Regions from separate parts of the Mus musculus genome. Here region 2 is linked to region 1. Evidence: chromatin contacts called from public ChIA-PET data. All regions are on one chromosome and are shown on one strand. The core of a region is the stretch at or near the end of the contact, and the rest is flanking DNA. Distances in the headings are between cores, read along the strand shown.

Region 1 (7,701 bases), core at 2,730-5,229:
GGGAAAATATCTGGGCAGGCCCCAGAAAAGTAGGGGTGTCAGTGGGGGAGGGCTTGAAAGGCAGGGGGTGAGTGGTAAAGATGCTAGCTGCTGAAGGAAAGTGTACAGGAAAGAGGTACACCTCCCAAGGCCTCCTTCCAATTCTTCATAAATAAAATTTCACAGTAATAGAAGAATGTCTACATCTAGGGCCCATCCGGCCAGTTTCTGGCCAGGGAGTCAGTATTGGTGAGGTGCCAAAGGTGAGACTTGGCTTGGACTATGCTCAAGGATCACTGTGCCTTGTGGGGGTGGGGGTGGGGTGGGCAGGGTGCAGGAGCACTGCTATTTTGCTCTGTGTCAGGGGCATAAGGTGGGGCACTAGCCCACACTGAGGTTTAGAGGAGTGCTGAGGTAGTCAGAGCGGCCAGTCAGGCTTCTGGACAAGAGAAGTCAGAGCCAGGAGCCATGCCTCGGCAGCTGACTCCAGGCAAGCCTGGGGCTGTGCTGAGGGCCTATGGAGAGAGAGCTCCTATCTTAGGAGGTCCAGCAATGTGGGCCAGGGGACACCTGTGGACCTGCACAGGCCTGAGCTCCCACAAAGGCTGCTTGACCCTCAGGGAGCCAGAGGCATTTCACAGGAAGGGGGCTTCCCTGTGAGGACAAGAAGCAGCCACAGACCCATTGGGGCCAGGTCTAGCTCAGGTACCTGAGCAAATGTTCCTTTAGAGTCCACCAGGGCCTCCTACCAGGCTAGAGAGGTCAGGCTAGAGGCCCAAGATAGGAGAGATCCAGGTTCTCGGATGACCTCCAGTCAGGGAAGTTCTGGCTATTCCTGGACCTCTTTCTGGGAATTTCTGGGAGTCCCTCTCTGGATCTCTGTACCTCACCACACCTAGGGGCACAGAGGGCCCAAACCCTTCACCTCCTGCAGGGGACCAAAGACAATGCCATGTATCCCCCGAGGACAAACGCACTGGTGGCTCAGCAACATTAGAGCACCTGGAACTTGACAGAACAGGTAAGATTGCTATGCACCAGATCCCACATGGCCAGCAGCTCGGCAGGGAGCAACTTGTGTACCACAAGCATGGCCCGGTAGAAGCACGGTTCCTTGTTCATCCGGCTGCTTCGGACCCGAGAGATGCCAAAGGTCTTGAAGCCCTCGTGGCCTGTGGGCTTCACTCCCAGCACCTCCAAGCACATGCCCAGGAAGACATCATCAATAGGGAAGAGTTCCAGTGTGTCACAGGCATGGTGGAGTTGCCGAGCTAAGCTGCCAGACATGAGGAAACCCCCTCCACCAGCATAGGGCGGGTAGGTGGCCTTACCATACATGACGGCTGGGATGTAGTATTTGTTATCTTTTTTGCGGATGGGCCGAGCATGTTTCAGAACATCACCTACAAATAGGTTTTCCTGGGGCTGCCGGTCAGACAGAAACTCGAGCAGGTTGGTGGGGTTGACAAAGACATCATCATCACCTTTGAAAACGAAGGGGACGTTGGGACAGTAAATGTCGAGCCACTTGAGGAAGTGGATCTCCTTGAGGGTCAGGTTGAAGAAGCTGTCAAGGAAATCCCACTGTAGGATGTCAGCATAGAGACGGTCCTCGTAGGCCAGCAGCTGCTGATAGTGGGTTCGCTCCTCTTGCTTGGAGGCCGTGCCGAGCAGGAAGAGAGTCCGCACTGCACCCCTGCCCAAACCCGCTGACTCCCATTCGTGGCCCCAGGTCTGACGAATGACCTCTCGGCGGTCATGCTGTGTGATGACCGACTTGACAACCACCAGCATATAGACATCGCCAGCACACTTCTCTGGGTGGTTCAGCAACATGGGGAAATACCGGCAATGCCGATAGGCTAGAAACTGTCGGAAGTGTGGCTCCAGACTCTGGAACCAGGGCTGATGGGTCAGGTTGATGTTGATAGAGCAGTTAGTGGTGATCACATCCCAGACCTGGGGTCCCCGAGGAACTGTGGGAGTGGGAGCCGCTACATCCTTTGAACTCTTCCAGAAGCTGTTGGGGTTGACCAGATTTCCAGTTTTGGCTGGCCCCGGCGTGGGCGGTAAAGGATCCTGAAGGAATTGACCAGGGGTCACACTGCGCTGGAAAACGGTGACAGCCACAAGGAGGGCCAGAGCCAGGCATACACTCTTGTAGAGGGTTTTCTTCCTAAAGGGGAGCAGCAGAGAGGAAGGTGAGCTGGCACTCATACTCCTCCTGAGGATTAGGGGCCCATAGATGGGCCAGTGGACTCTACTTCCTGGAAGGTCAGAGGAACCTGCTGCTTTTCTCATGCTAACTGCCCAACTCAAGAAGCACTGTGTATTCAGCTACTGGGGTCCCAAACCCAACAACAATTTTGGGAAGGGGGCCATTTAACCCCTTAAGTTCCCCCAAAATGGGACAGAACACAGGATAAAGTACCAGGCATGAACCCAGTGAAATGCTGTCATTTTGCCAGGAAAAGAGACCACTGTCCATCCCCTGAGCTCTGGTTTTTATTTTTAGTTCACATACATATGTGGACAGCAGTATCACTTTGAACCAGTCACTCTAAGGGAAAAAGACAGTATCCTTGTTGCAGCTTTTGGGGAGTCTCCTTGTGGGCTGCAGTGGGGAGTGGGTTAGCAGCCCCCACTGACTCAACAGAAGCGAGCCTTTCTTGCTCTAATTGGGAAGTCTCGAAGGGAAGTGGACAGATCCCATCACGACTCCTTATCCTTACCTTTATATTCTACACAAAGCAATGAGGTGCCTAGCCCTTCAGTCCTGGGGACGAAAACCCACTTTCCGGGGCCCCTACCTGGTCAAGTAAGCCCAGCACACCCTTTTCAGAGGCAGAAATCCTAGCTCTTCTCAGGAATGATCCTGCCTGTGCCCCCTTCCCCAAGAACCTTCCCTCCTTAGCTCACACTGGGAGACTCATGACTTTCCAGGACTGGGCCAGCAGAGAGATGGTTCTCACCTCCAAGTCTGGGAGGTACAAGAGCCAGGGGCCCACGAAGCACGTAGTAGATAACGCCAGGTTTTAAGCCTGCGGAGGCGCAGGGTGAGTGAATGTTAAGTCCTCCTACCCACATTCATCGAGCTTTCCTCAAGAGCCCCATGACTTCCTGGTTACCAGGTTGGATGGAGAAAGACAGAAATGACTGGAGGCGCGCTGCTGGGAATGGAAGTAAGAGAATTCTGAACCCAGTACTCCAGTCCTCAGGGTTCTAAAGAAGCTCCACGTCGTAGCTCCGGAGTCCGGGTAAGAACCAGCCTCAGGGCCCTGGCTCGCACATACCAATCCACTCCATTAGTAAGAGCAAAGCCGGGGAAGGAGAAGGGTCGAGGCGGTCCGGAGAAGAGGCCACAGGAGGGAAGAGGGACCGGAGGGGTCGGGTGTGTGTGTGTCTGCTAGTGAAACCCCAAGGCTAGAGAGACGTTGCATACAGGCTGCCGGAGTCGTGGCCGCAGAGCCAAGCGTGCGCCTCGCATCTCCCACATCCCATCTGCCGCTCCGGCGGCGCGCCCTGCTCCGCATCTCCCGCCACCCTCGCTGCCCGGGGAAACTGGGGTCGGCCTCAGGACACCTAGCGTGCATCCCTTGCAGTCTGCGGCCCCGGGAGGAGGTGAAGCTCGGAGGTACTCTGCGCCCCACCGGGACCCCGACTCACCACAGAGACATGGCGGCCCGGTCCAGGGCAGCTGAGCGGGGCGCACGGATCACAGCTCTGAGCGCCGCGGCTGGGGACAGCGGGACGAGGCCGAGCCGCACCCCCGCTGAGACTTTCTTTTTTTCCCTGCGGCTGGAGGAGGGGCCTCAGGGGCGGTGGCCCAGGTAGGTTAACCCTTTGTGCCCCGGCTCACTGTGGGGACAGCAACTCCGTTCAGCCCTGGCCACCTCAGAGGCACGCCCCACGGGAACGCGAAGGGAAGAGCCAGAATCTCAGAGACCTTGAAGATCGCCAACATCCTGAGGCGGCGACTTCCCCGCTGCTGGGCCTTCACGGGGTCGCCCGCCTCGCCTCCTTCGGGACACGTGGGGACGTCGGACACCGCCCACCTCCACGCCCACCCGGCGCCTAGCGGCCTGGTTGCTTCCTTCTGGAGTAGCCCTGGGTGTGTAGAGTGGAGGGAGGTGGATAAAGGCTGTTTCCCTAAAGTTACCTTATCTCTGCCCTGTCTACTTTTCTTCTTCCCGGGCTCGCTTAGGCCTGGGCGGCGATCTCAAGAGAAGATGATGCTGGGTTGCCTGTGTTAGACCCCCAGCCAGCTCAGGTCAATCCAGCTCTGGGTTTCCCACTCTTTCTGCATTACCACCCCCCAGTGAGAAGGCTTATTATCCTCTGCAAAAAGTCCATTCTTTTGCTAGCGTGTTCGCATGTGCTTTTAATCCCAGTTGGTGGATTTCTGCGAGTTTAAGGCCAGCCTGGTCTACATGGTGAGTTCCCGGCCAGCAAGGTCTCCCTAATGAGACTCTTGTCTCAAAACAAACAAAAACCTCCTTCTTGTATTGCCAACAAATCCTTCACTTAACCGCACCCCCACTTTTTTTTTTTTTTTGTCTCCAGGTTTTTATTATTCTGCGGTGTGAGCACCATTTTCTCTTGGGAGTGGGCTACACACCACAATCACAGTACAGGGAGGGAGGGGACACCTTGATGCCTCCTCTGGGTGACTTGGGAACATTTCTGGTAGATAAGGCTGCTTACTGGTCCTTCTGTCATCCAGATGTCTGGGGGTCTGGGGTCGCTTCAGAAATACCCACAGGACTTTTTACATTCCAGCACTTCCTATCTGTCAAGCCTGGTTCTAGGTCCCCGGCATCAGTGGCTCACTTGGTTCTGGAGACGTGTGCTATGGTTTGTTCCTATCTTACCAGGAGTTAGAGTCAGGGACACACACCCTTAGATGAAGTCACAACCTTACTATTCAAACCCAGGAGGTCTGCCTGGCTCAGGAGGTGGTCCCTGAGTCCCGGCTCAGGCATTTCTATCAGATAGTAGGACTGGGGAACTCAATACCTTTCTGCAATGCTGTTCCTCTCCCAGGGAATACAGGGAGACAGAAAGTCCCAGGGAGTCCTAAGGGTGAAGATTACTTTTGTCCTTCCCTTAGCGATCCTTAGGCTCGGGTGTGTGCTTAAACAAATAGTGGAATTTTCTGGAATTTGTAAGCTCCAGTCGGAAATGATGAAGGGCCTTCAGATGAAAAATTCAGAGGAGAATCCTGGGACAATGCCCCTTTTAAGTCCTCAAGAAGCCCTGGCCTGAAGTGTAAGTCTCACAGGCCTGGCTGCCTGCCCCTAGGAGTCACTGCAGTCCCACTAGTCCCAGGTCACACCGGTCCTCAGTCTTCAGTCCTGGTTGTCTTAGCTTGGTACTGGCTACCTATCCCTGTCTCTGCTATTTCACCCAGGATATTGTGGTTTGTTTTGAATCAGGGTCTTGGCATGCAGTTCAGGCTGGCCTTGAACTCCAGATCACTTTGCCTTAGCCTTCTGAACGATGGGGGTTATAAATGTGCCAACACAGCTGGCACACCCAGGCTTTGGGCGTCTCTCTTTTTGCCCTGTAAGTGTGACTTTGGGGAAGAGCAGGTGCTCTGTCTCAGCTCTCCACAAGGTGCCTTGGGGGAGACCAGCCCTCTTGGCCTCTGATTCACCCTTCATCCCAGTGTGGCATTTCTCCAGGTGTAGGTGAAGGTGGACACAGGTGTTTCTGGTAAGGGCTGAGTGCCAGAGGGTTGGGGGTTGGGCCAGTTTTCCCCACTTCCTGGCTGCTGCTGGGGGGCAGCTGGCTTATCCTCTTGAGACCTCAATTTCCTGCCAATGCAGAGTTATGTGAGATGACAGAGGAAGCAGACACACCAGTGTCCCCTACACGCTGAGCCTTATGACAGGTGGGTGCTTTTGATATTATGATCACTAATATTTGACCTATCCCAGGGGATCCCAAGGGAACAGGGAAGCAGGGGAAGTGGGGAACCGCCCAAGGTCACCTTGGGTTTTTCAGTTGAACTGGTCAGTTTGTCAAAGATCTTTTGGTCTGTGAATTCAGAATGGGGAAATGTGTAACAATGAAGTACATGAGTCCTTGCACGTGTGTGTGTGCGTGTGTGTTCCCCAGGCTCTGGTCACTTTCCAATGTCACCCTATTCTTCTTTCACTGAGCCACAGGTCCCCATTGCTACTCAGAACCACAGTGACTCCCCACCCCCACCGTTGGGCTCCCTTAGTCTGACTCCCTCCACCTGTCCAGCCACGAGGGCATAGCAGCCGGCTAGGGACTGTCTCAGAACAACTGGAGTGGCTGAGCAAGGCCAGTCTGCCAGTGGACTCTGCCACTGCCCCCCATGCTGTGGTGAGAGCTCAGTGGGAGGAGACCGCAGTTCCAGGAAGCATTGGTGTGGGTGGAAGAAGGGATTGAATAGAGTCCTTAAACCAGCAAGTCATTTTCTGAACGTTCTCTTGCTGCCCCAGAAGGGGTGCTCAGTGACCTAGCATATAGAAGTACATCAAGAAACACCCTTTTCTCCTTTCCCACTCCTTCTTTGGATAACTTGCTCTCCCCAGCTCCCATTTCCCTCTCCCTGTGACTTCTCCCTCCCCATTAGGTCTGCAGAGACTTAAGATGGAGGGAGAACTGACCCATGAGAGGGCATACTGGGTAGATATTGTTGCGAGACAATGTAGAGGCTGCCCTGGGTCAGAAAGAACAGGGAAGTAGAAAGTAAGGAACCATGGGAACCTTGGAGAGAGTCTGCCATGGGCAGAGACTTGGAGCTAGTGGCCGAAGGACTAACAAGCCCTGTCAGCTGCAGTCACTTTAATAGTTGAGGGCATGTGAATTAGTTTTAGTGAGTGTTACATTCCAGGGGTAGCCACAGCTGGGGCTTCAAATTCAGCTGTCTACACTCACAGCTGGAGGCCAGTGAGGCAGCGCTGGGGCAGTCAGAGGTCAATGGCTGGTAGGAAAAGAGTTGCCTGACAAGAAAAAAAATTGCATGGCTCCTCTGTCCATCCCAGACCAGCTCTGTGGAGCACTACCCTGGTCTGGAACTTTCTATGATGGGTCCTCTGTGACTTCAGGGCTAGCTGTTGGTCAGGGTGATCTTGAGAATTGCCCTGACATGTTTTCCTATGCAGACCTTGAAAGGAGTTTCTCCAAGCTCAGAACCGTGGTAGGATGCCTGCTTTGCATTTTGTTCTAGAAGTTTGCAGTGGGTAAGTCTGGGTCTGAGATGATATCTGATGAGAAAGTGTTAAGAATGAGGGCTGGAGAGATAGCTCAGTGGTTAAGTGCAGTGACTGCTCTTCCAGAGGACCCGGGTTCAATTCCCAGCAACCACATGGTGGCTCACAACCATCTGTAACAGGCATCTGATACCCTCTTCTGGTATGTCTGAAGACAGTGATAGTGTGCCCACATACTGAGCCTTTAATTCCAGCACTTGGGAGGCAGAGGCAGCTAGATTTCTGAGTTTGAGGCCATACTGGTCTACAGAGTGAGTTCCAGGACAGCCAGGGCTACCTACACAGAGAAACCCTGTCTAGCAAAAACAAACAAACAAACAAACAAAAGTGTGAGAGTGGAACCTCTGGTCCTCATAGGAGTCCAATACTGAGAACCTGACACAGTACAGGGTGGTGCTGAAGGGGTCAGGGAGAACCCAGGGATGCTATTCAGGTCAGCACTGGCAGAGTCCCCACAGGTAAATGGTCTGGTCTC
Region 2 (7,701 bases), core at 3,217-5,716, 220 kb before region 1:
ACAAGATGACTTGGCCTGTGCCACCAAGGGCTCTGTGTACAGCACATCTCTCCAGTTTATGCCTGGGACTAGTGGCCTAAGTCTCAGGAAGAAATGTTGGTGTCACAACAGTAAAGAACCTCTCCCAATGCCCCATGATTAACTGCAGCTTTGTCCTGACCTTCCCCGTAGAACTTTAAAAATGCCATCCAATTCCAGGACTACCCTCTCCCCAGAAAAACGGGTGTTGTGGCACATAACCACTCACTCAGGACGTTCTGGGTATAGAAAAGACCCCATCCCAAACAAAGTACACACAGAAAAACCAGGCTTTGAGACACCATTGTTAGAACAACTCAGCAAAATAAAATTCCGGTTTATTGTTGGACATTGTTTCACACATACATCAAACAGGCCAAAAAAAAATAAACAGCAACTTCATAGACAGAAAGAAAAGGAAAAAAAAAATCTTTTTATCTTTGGCCTTTTTAACCATCTCATACAAACCAACTACTTATAGTACAGCTAGGTACATACACAAAAGTTACTGGAATGCTCGGAATAAGATTGTTTTTTTGTTGTTGTTTTTGCTTTTTTTTACAAGGTTTTTTTTTTCTCCTTTGAGATTATAATGAACATGGTCACACCACAAGTAAAGTCTGAAGTAGGACAGAAAACGCTCTGAAGGCTGGTTTGGTCACCCGTTATCATTAAAAATGGCTGACCCCTAACAATATGTACAAAAATATAAAATGTAAATAAAAAATACAAACAAATTTTCCTTTTAAAGTATTTTTAAGAAAAAAAGTAGGGCCTGGGAAGTTCTGGTTCTTTTTTCCTCCCATGTTGCCAATTCATGTTGTAGTTTTGGAGGGGTGGTGGAGAGCGCATGTCATATCTGTGGGTGGCATTGCCCGCTGTGGGCGGGCGGGGCCTGCTTCTCTACTCGAAGGTGACCACGTTTAAATTCTGAGACGGGAAGTGGAGGGTGAATAGGTCACGGTGCGTAAGGTTATTTTTCCTTTTGCTGTCTAGTCATCCTCCTCGGTCTTCTGCTTCTTGGTGTCCACATCGTCATCCTGTAGAGAACATCAGGCCTGTGACTACACATAAGCTCCCTAGGCCTTGGCCCACAACTCCCAGAGAGCAAAGCTGGGATGGGGTCCACTAAGAACCCTTCACCATTTGCCAGAAACCCCCAAAGCTTTTAGTGCCCCAGGAAAGGAACCTCACACATACCTCATCATCCTCAGCTACCCGCTTGCCCGTAGGAGCCTCAGCTTCCTCATCTTCATCTCCATCCTCCTCCTCACCTGGAGAATCAATCAAGGCCCACATAAACCACTATCCTCCCAGCTGCAGATCAAGAACGGCCCCAATAGGAGGGTGGAGTACACTGCAGTTCAAAGTGGTCCAACTGCCCAGAAACCCAACCTCTCCCTTCTGGCAGTAAAAGCCAAGGAAGGAACCTGAGAAAACAAGACTACTCACCGTCACCTTCTTCCTCCTCCTCCTCTTCCTCCCCACCTTCTTCCTCTTCTTCATCTACCTCATTGTCAGCCTCCTGCTCCCCATTTTCCTCATTTTGCTTTAACAGAAAACACATCTGCCATTAGCCAGCTCTGAAGCAGGCCTGTATATCTAGTGCACCTTGCCCCTCCCCACACCATACAGCTACCACACCACCTCCCAAACAAAAATCAGACAAGTTCCCTTGTCTGGTCCAACATCCTGAACTAAGCTGAAAATTTAAAAAAGTATAAACTGGGAACACAAGCCCCAGCTACTTGGACACTCACAGCGTTCCCATTGGCAGGTGCATCTCTTCCATTCTCTGCCTCCTCCACAACTTCCTTCTTCTCCTTCAAGTCCTTTAGAAGGAAGAGGAAACCCGTTAGTCTTCAGAACAATAGAGGGCCACCCATCAGCCAAAGTGCTGAAAACTAGACAAAGCTGGTCCACAGGACCAATCTGAGTCACTGGCTACTTGGCCACCCTAGGGTAATGTCAGCATGGACCATAGTAGGTACTCAAGGCCTGTAGTCCAAATCCTATGCTTTCCATCTTCTAGATACATTGAAAACAAGGCAGACTCATGTGTCGACTCAACGCACTCCTCTACCATATGGCATCATAGCCACAAACCCGCCAGGCCAGGCAGACAAGCTCGGGAACTGTAGCCCTTACCTGCACGCCCTTTGCCGCCGGTTTCCAGCTAGAGGGAGCTCCACCCCTCAGAAACCCTTCTTGGAAGGCAGTGGCTGTGTGCCTTAAATAAATAAGGTAGAAGGGAGGAGCCAGTCGACGGTCATTCGCTCAGGAATGGATGGGAGAGTCTGGATGGGGATCGGAAAGCGCCTGGGCATGCAGAAACACCCCCTTCAAGTCACACCAGCCATGCTTGGTACTAGGGACCTCCTGGCCTCCACAGCCCAAAGGAAATAAACTAGCACTCTGGGCCCTGCGGCTTCGGGGCCGGACCACTGGGTAACTTTTCCCACTACGACGGCTGAACGGTCGGCTCGGTCGGGGCCCAGGAACATGGTCCAGCTAATTCCGCCGGTGCACCGCTGGGTTACCTGCCGGCAATGGTGGGTTCGCGCCCACCGGAGGCCTGCCTAGGACCCCACTGCACCCGCTTCCGCCCCCTGGCGGCCGAAGCCCGGGGGAGTGAGTGGGGGCGGGGTGGCAGCGGTGCGCAGGCGCATAGCTCACCCAGCGAACTACGCGCGCGAGCCTCTTGCACGCACCGCGCGCAAAGAGCACGTGGCCCGGGGCGCCAAGTGCGCCCTGTGCCCTGGAGACCCGAGGTCCGCTTTCATCCAGGGGAGCGGAGTCACCCACTGGAGAAAGCCCGCTCCGTGCTGCCCCCTGGGGTCCTGCCTGTGAGGGGCAACACGCGGCTTCCGGCTCCGATTTTGGCGCCAAGCTCTCGCGGTAGGTCACCAGGGACTCGGAGCTCCTCGGCTCCGACCCTCGAGACCTTCGGGGGGGGCGCTCCCTAGGAGCGCTGGACCTCGCGGGAATTCACCTGAGACTCCCGCCGAGGGCGGAGGTGGGACCATGCTTGCTACAAAGTGTTACAGCGGTGGCGGGCATCGCTCCAGAGCGCGCTCTGCACGGGGTCGCACCAGCCGAGGGAGATGGCGAGCCACGGGAGTTTAAAGAAACAAGGCGACTGGGACTGAGTCCCCACTGCGGGACAAGCGGGGTGCGAACATCGAGGTGTTTGAAAGCAACGAGTCCGAACCGAACACGGCTGAGGGTGGAGAAGACTCCACCGGGAGGGCGAGCCCCTGCCTCAGGACCCCAGCCAGGACCGCGGTGCTGCGCGGGCTTCTAGACCGCCACGGCACCACCGCAGCTGGGGAGCCGTGGGGGGGCGTCCAGCCGCTCCGCAGCTTCACTTTCTATTTCCTCCCCCTCTCGCGTGGGCTCGCCGCCCGGGCCCAACCCCGTCAGCAATGACTGACCCTGCGACGAGGTCCGCCGCCGCGGGGACAAACACGACCACCCGCGTTCACCCGTGGCTGCGGACCAGACCCTTAGGTGTCGCGGTCAGAATCCCCCCAGCGCAGCACGCCGCCCCATCCGCGTCATCCCGGATAACCGGTGGCCGGCCCGCTATAGGGCGCGAACCCGGGCGCCTAACAAAGAGCGACTCGGCCGCGGGCGCCCTCAGCTCGCCGGCGCCGCACACGCGCCCCCCACACTTCCGACTGCGGACGCGCCGGAGTTTCAAAGTTATTTCCGTGCGCCGCGGCCCCGCGACCCCGGCCCCGAGAGCGCTCAAACCATTCGCAAACAAGTTTCGAGAATCCGCGTCTCGGCCCTCCCCGTTTGCGTCCGAGTTCCGAGGCGACCCCAGGCCATCGGCCAGCTCCCGACGGCGGCACCAATGCCCGCGCCGCTTCGCGCCCCCTCCCCCGCACACAAAGAGTGTTGCCCGGGGCCATCGCGCCGCTGGAGGGTGGCGGGGTCGCCTGGAAAAGCGTTTGCGTGATGCTTTCCTGAAAGCCCGCAACCACGCGCCCCAACGCCGCCCGGGCGACGGCGCGCAGACCCCGAGGGGGCGGGCGGCGTCCAGCCTCACCTTGGTGGTGATCTCGGAGCTGGTATCCACTGCCGCGTCTGACATGGTGGGGCACGCCGGTGGTCCGATGCCGCGAGTGAGGGAATTAAAAGTCGAGTTCGAGGACTCTGGCGAGAGAGCTGCCGGAGTCCGCGCTGGAGGAGGCGGTGGGCGGCGAAGGTGGCTGCAGCGAGCGCGGAGCACGACCCAGGAACAATGCAAAGATGGCTTTTCGGAGCAGCCAGTGGGGGACTCACGCGGCGCCAGAAGCTTTAATATAGATTAGTGGGCGGTGCTCAGCCACCCTAGTCCCGGCGCTATTGGCTGAGCGCAGGGAGCGGGCGTCCTCTCATTGGCTCGATTCCGAACAATGGGCAAGTGAGCTTAAAGCGGCAGTGCCTCGGCTTGGCGCGCGCTGCGCAGTCCCCCGCCGCACTGTCATTCAGAGTGTTGAATTTTGTTGGGTCTCGCCACGCCGGAGGGGGGTCGCGCGCGTGCGCGCTCCCGCAGCTGTTTTGCTAAGGCCTCTGACGCAGAAAGCTAAAGCGCGGCAAAGCTGCCCGCCCAGCCCCGGTCCTCCCCCTCCCTCGCGACTGCTCGGAAGAAGGAGGGGGAGGGAGGGAGGAGGGGGAGCGGGAGCACTGCCCGCCAGGGGGAGGGGGAGGGGAAGGCGAGCGATGGGCGGCGCTTGCCCCGGGCGGTGTCCCGCGTGGTTCCCGCGCCCGGGACCTGCCCGCACCGAAGAGCAAGTTGTCCCAGTTCAAGTGAACATCAGTCCACACAACGGGGTGACTGTGACTCGCACCTTCCGCCCCGTCCTCCTTTCCCTCCGCCTCGATGACACTAGTGATCCCCACCGCCCACCACTGTCCCGCCGTCCAGGGTCAGCTCCGGAGTGGGCCTCGCGCCCTGCACACTTGGGGGGACTCATGCGAAAGTCCCGGTGTCCTCGAGCGAGACAGGCCTGGGGCCTCACGCCACAAGGCGGTGTCGCGCCTCAGGGCTCTCTGGTCAGCGTCTGCTGTAAGAGGTCACTGCCGTCGCGACAGCTCTTAACATCATCCAGAGCCCCGCCCGGCCATCGAGTTTACCCCTCTCCCCTAACATTTTGCAGGCTCCAGTGGGCATATGAACAGTGTGCAACTGGGAGAAACTTGTCTCCCCGGCCATTAGGACTAGTCCTTGAAGGGGTTCCTTCAAACTTGAGCCATTTACGGTACCACGCGGAGCCTGAGAAAAGAAAAACCATAAAGACGCCACACTCAAGATGGCGTTGGACTCGGCAAGCGTGGCGTGACGTGGCGACTCGGCTCACGCGAACAACTTCAAAATACTATATTACTCCATTTTTAGCGCTGTCTCACTTGGCTGTCGAACTAAGGAATTTGCCCTGTGAGAAGAGCGACCAGAATGGCTATAAACGGGTTCGGAGAAACGACTTCGCCACACTCAAGATGGCGGCAGATAGCGTCCGACTGTGTGTCGCCAGGAGGGGGCGCCCGACACGGAAGGCGGGACTTGGGAGAAACCCGCACACACTGGCTGAGAGTGGCGGGCGAACACAAAGTTGACGCTTTGCGCCCTGCCATTGGTCATTCCTGCTGTCTGTCTCCTGGGGGCCGTGGAATCGGGAGTGAGGAAAACCCGGAGTCTTGAATCGGGGAGGGTGAATGGGTGCCAAGTCCCTTAGAGCTTTGAGGTCGAGGCGAGGAGACTGAACTGCCCTTATGGCTCACCCCCGGCGTTTGGGCCCATCCTCACCCGGAGGCCCCTATGCGGAGCTTGAGGAGAGGAGAGGAACGTGCAGTGTCGGGAAACTGTTGCAGTTGGACCCAGGGTCGGCCCGCGAGCCGCACGTGGCCGGCCCGCATCCCCGCGCGCACGTGCCAGTCCCGCCACCAGCCGCTTGGGCCTGTGTGAGCTTTTCCTTTAAGGAGAAAGCCTTGCCGCCGCCCTTTGGCCTGCGCTCACTCCCGTTGTCCAGCGGTTGCTCCTGTCCTGGCAGCCCCTGGCAAGGGAGGGTGTGAAGGCCCCCGGGGTCTCGCTCTTCTCGGAGCACACTAATGGCCGGAGACGGTTATCGCGCCCCAGCGCCCTAGGTTGCACAAACTGCCTGAGTCCGAACTGCCCCACCCCCGCCAGCGGGCTTTACTGTGATGAGGATATGGAGCTTAAACAGGGAAGGGCCTTTGAGCTGCAGCTGCCCAGACCCCTTTTTTGTAGATAGGGAGGGACGGTGCTTCAATATAAACAGAAAGGAGGATGCTTTCTACCTGGTGCTTATCCATTAAGCTCCCGTTATTCTCTAGAGGATTGTTCCATCTACAAAACCCAGATGCACAAAGAGCTTGGCCTATACCACCCACATCTTAGTTGTGGTTTCTGAGTTCTGGATTGGGAGAGCTGAGGGAGGCAAGGTGGCAATCAGTGAGAAGCTGGATAAGTATGAACTTCCCTCGAAGAAGAACTGCTTTATCTAGTCTTGTGCATGCCCGTGCCTCTACCATAAGGGAGGAAGGCCCACGCATCTGGTTGTAGAAGCACTATCTATGTTCAAGCTAAGCTTACGGACCTCCTGCTGTATTCATGACAGTGTTTGGCTCATACAAAGAAAAAAAAATCCATAGGTTCTAGAAAGGAAGTTAGAGTTATCAAATAAGCCATGGTCAGAGCTCCCGCTATCCTAGTATGTTTGAGAAGACCAGGAACAGAAGTCTCCTCTGGGCCTTTTGTCTGGCCACAGGAGTCTTAAGAGCCAGGAACTGCTGTAGTTGCTGGGACTATGAAGAGTCCCTTTCTTTCCTTAACAGGTTGTTCTACCTCTTCAGCTGTTTGTGAGAGGGCTGGTCTTACTGTCTGTACTTCCACTCATCCATGTATCTTAGGCCTTAGGCTGCTCCAGAGGCCGGAAGTGAAGTACTTCCATGGTGTTACCCAAGTCTCTCCAAACAAGCTAGTGAGTCCTAACAGGCCACATCCCTTCCCCTGGGTCGGTTCAAACAGGTCTAGGGTGTTCTGGGCCTGCCTTAAAGCTATGTTCAGTGCAGGTGGTCCAGATGGCCTTAGGGCAGCCTGGAATGGTGGCACAGGCCTTTCTCGGGAGGCAGAGGCAGGTAAATTTATGAATTTGAGGCCAGCCTACATAGACAAAACCTGTCTCAAAAAACAAACAAAGACAAAAAAAAAAAAAAAAAAAAAAAACCAACAACCACCATGGCCTCAGGGCAAGTTCATTTTTAGGGAATTTTCCTGGGCACCTGTCTTGTTGCTTTACACATTCCCCAGCAGGCCTGACTTGTTTATTTAACCAACCTGGCTCTATGGGTGCTCAGCCTGCAGCCTAGGATGGCTCCTAAGTCATTTCCAGCATATGTGGTGCCCAAGATGAAGGTGCTGCCAGGCCTGAGGATCTGAGCTCAGTCTCTGGGGTCTACACGGTAGGAGAGAGTCATTCCCACAAGACGTCTGCTGACCTCCACACGTGTGACCTCCTCCCCACATAAACAGATACCTGTCATTTTTGTTTGATTGCTTTAATTTCTCAAGACAAGGTTTCTCTGTGTAGCCCTAGCTGACCTGGAACTCTCTCTGTGTAGACCAGGCTAGCCTTGAATTCAGAAATCCGCCTGCCTCTGCCTCCCCTTACTGGG

Evidence for each region. ChIA-PET counts read pairs in DNA pulled down with a chosen protein or histone mark.
Region 2: a contact with region 1 is called in an RNA polymerase II ChIA-PET map of memory CD8 T cells, with 42 read pairs. The contact joins the promoter of Ptma here to the promoter of B3gnt7 in region 1. A contact is called at or near these places in 2 of 484 Hi-C or Micro-C datasets (both in embryonic stem cells), 3 of 115 datasets of contacts at active chromatin or transcription factors (embryonic stem cells, memory CD8 T cells and microglia) and 2 of 9 other capture datasets (liver and pancreatic islet).

The regions. Positions count from the first base shown.
Region 1 is chr1:86,299,499-86,307,199 of GRCm38.p6, reverse strand. It overlaps B3gnt7 (UDP-GlcNAc:betaGal beta-1,3-N-acetylglucosaminyltransferase 7), which reads right to left and starts at 3,979. Exons shown (of 2, transcript NM_145222.2): 1 at 3,646-3,979; 2 at 1-2,155. The coding sequence starts at 3,656. The coding sequence ends at 973. Gm28626 (predicted gene 28626) reads left to right here and starts at 3,140. Exons shown (of 2, transcript NR_151592.1): 1 at 3,140-3,236; 2 at 3,582-4,137. Gm16341 (a long non-coding RNA gene) reads left to right here and starts at 5,430. Exons shown (of 3, transcript XR_387210.3): 1 at 5,430-5,872.
Region 2 is chr1:86,523,322-86,531,022 of GRCm38.p6, reverse strand. It overlaps Ptma (prothymosin alpha), which reads right to left and starts at 4,466. Exons shown (of 5, transcript NM_008972.3): 1 at 4,073-4,466; 2 at 1,779-1,850; 3 at 1,471-1,567; 4 at 1,219-1,292; 5 at 311-1,058. The coding sequence starts at 4,117. The coding sequence ends at 1,011.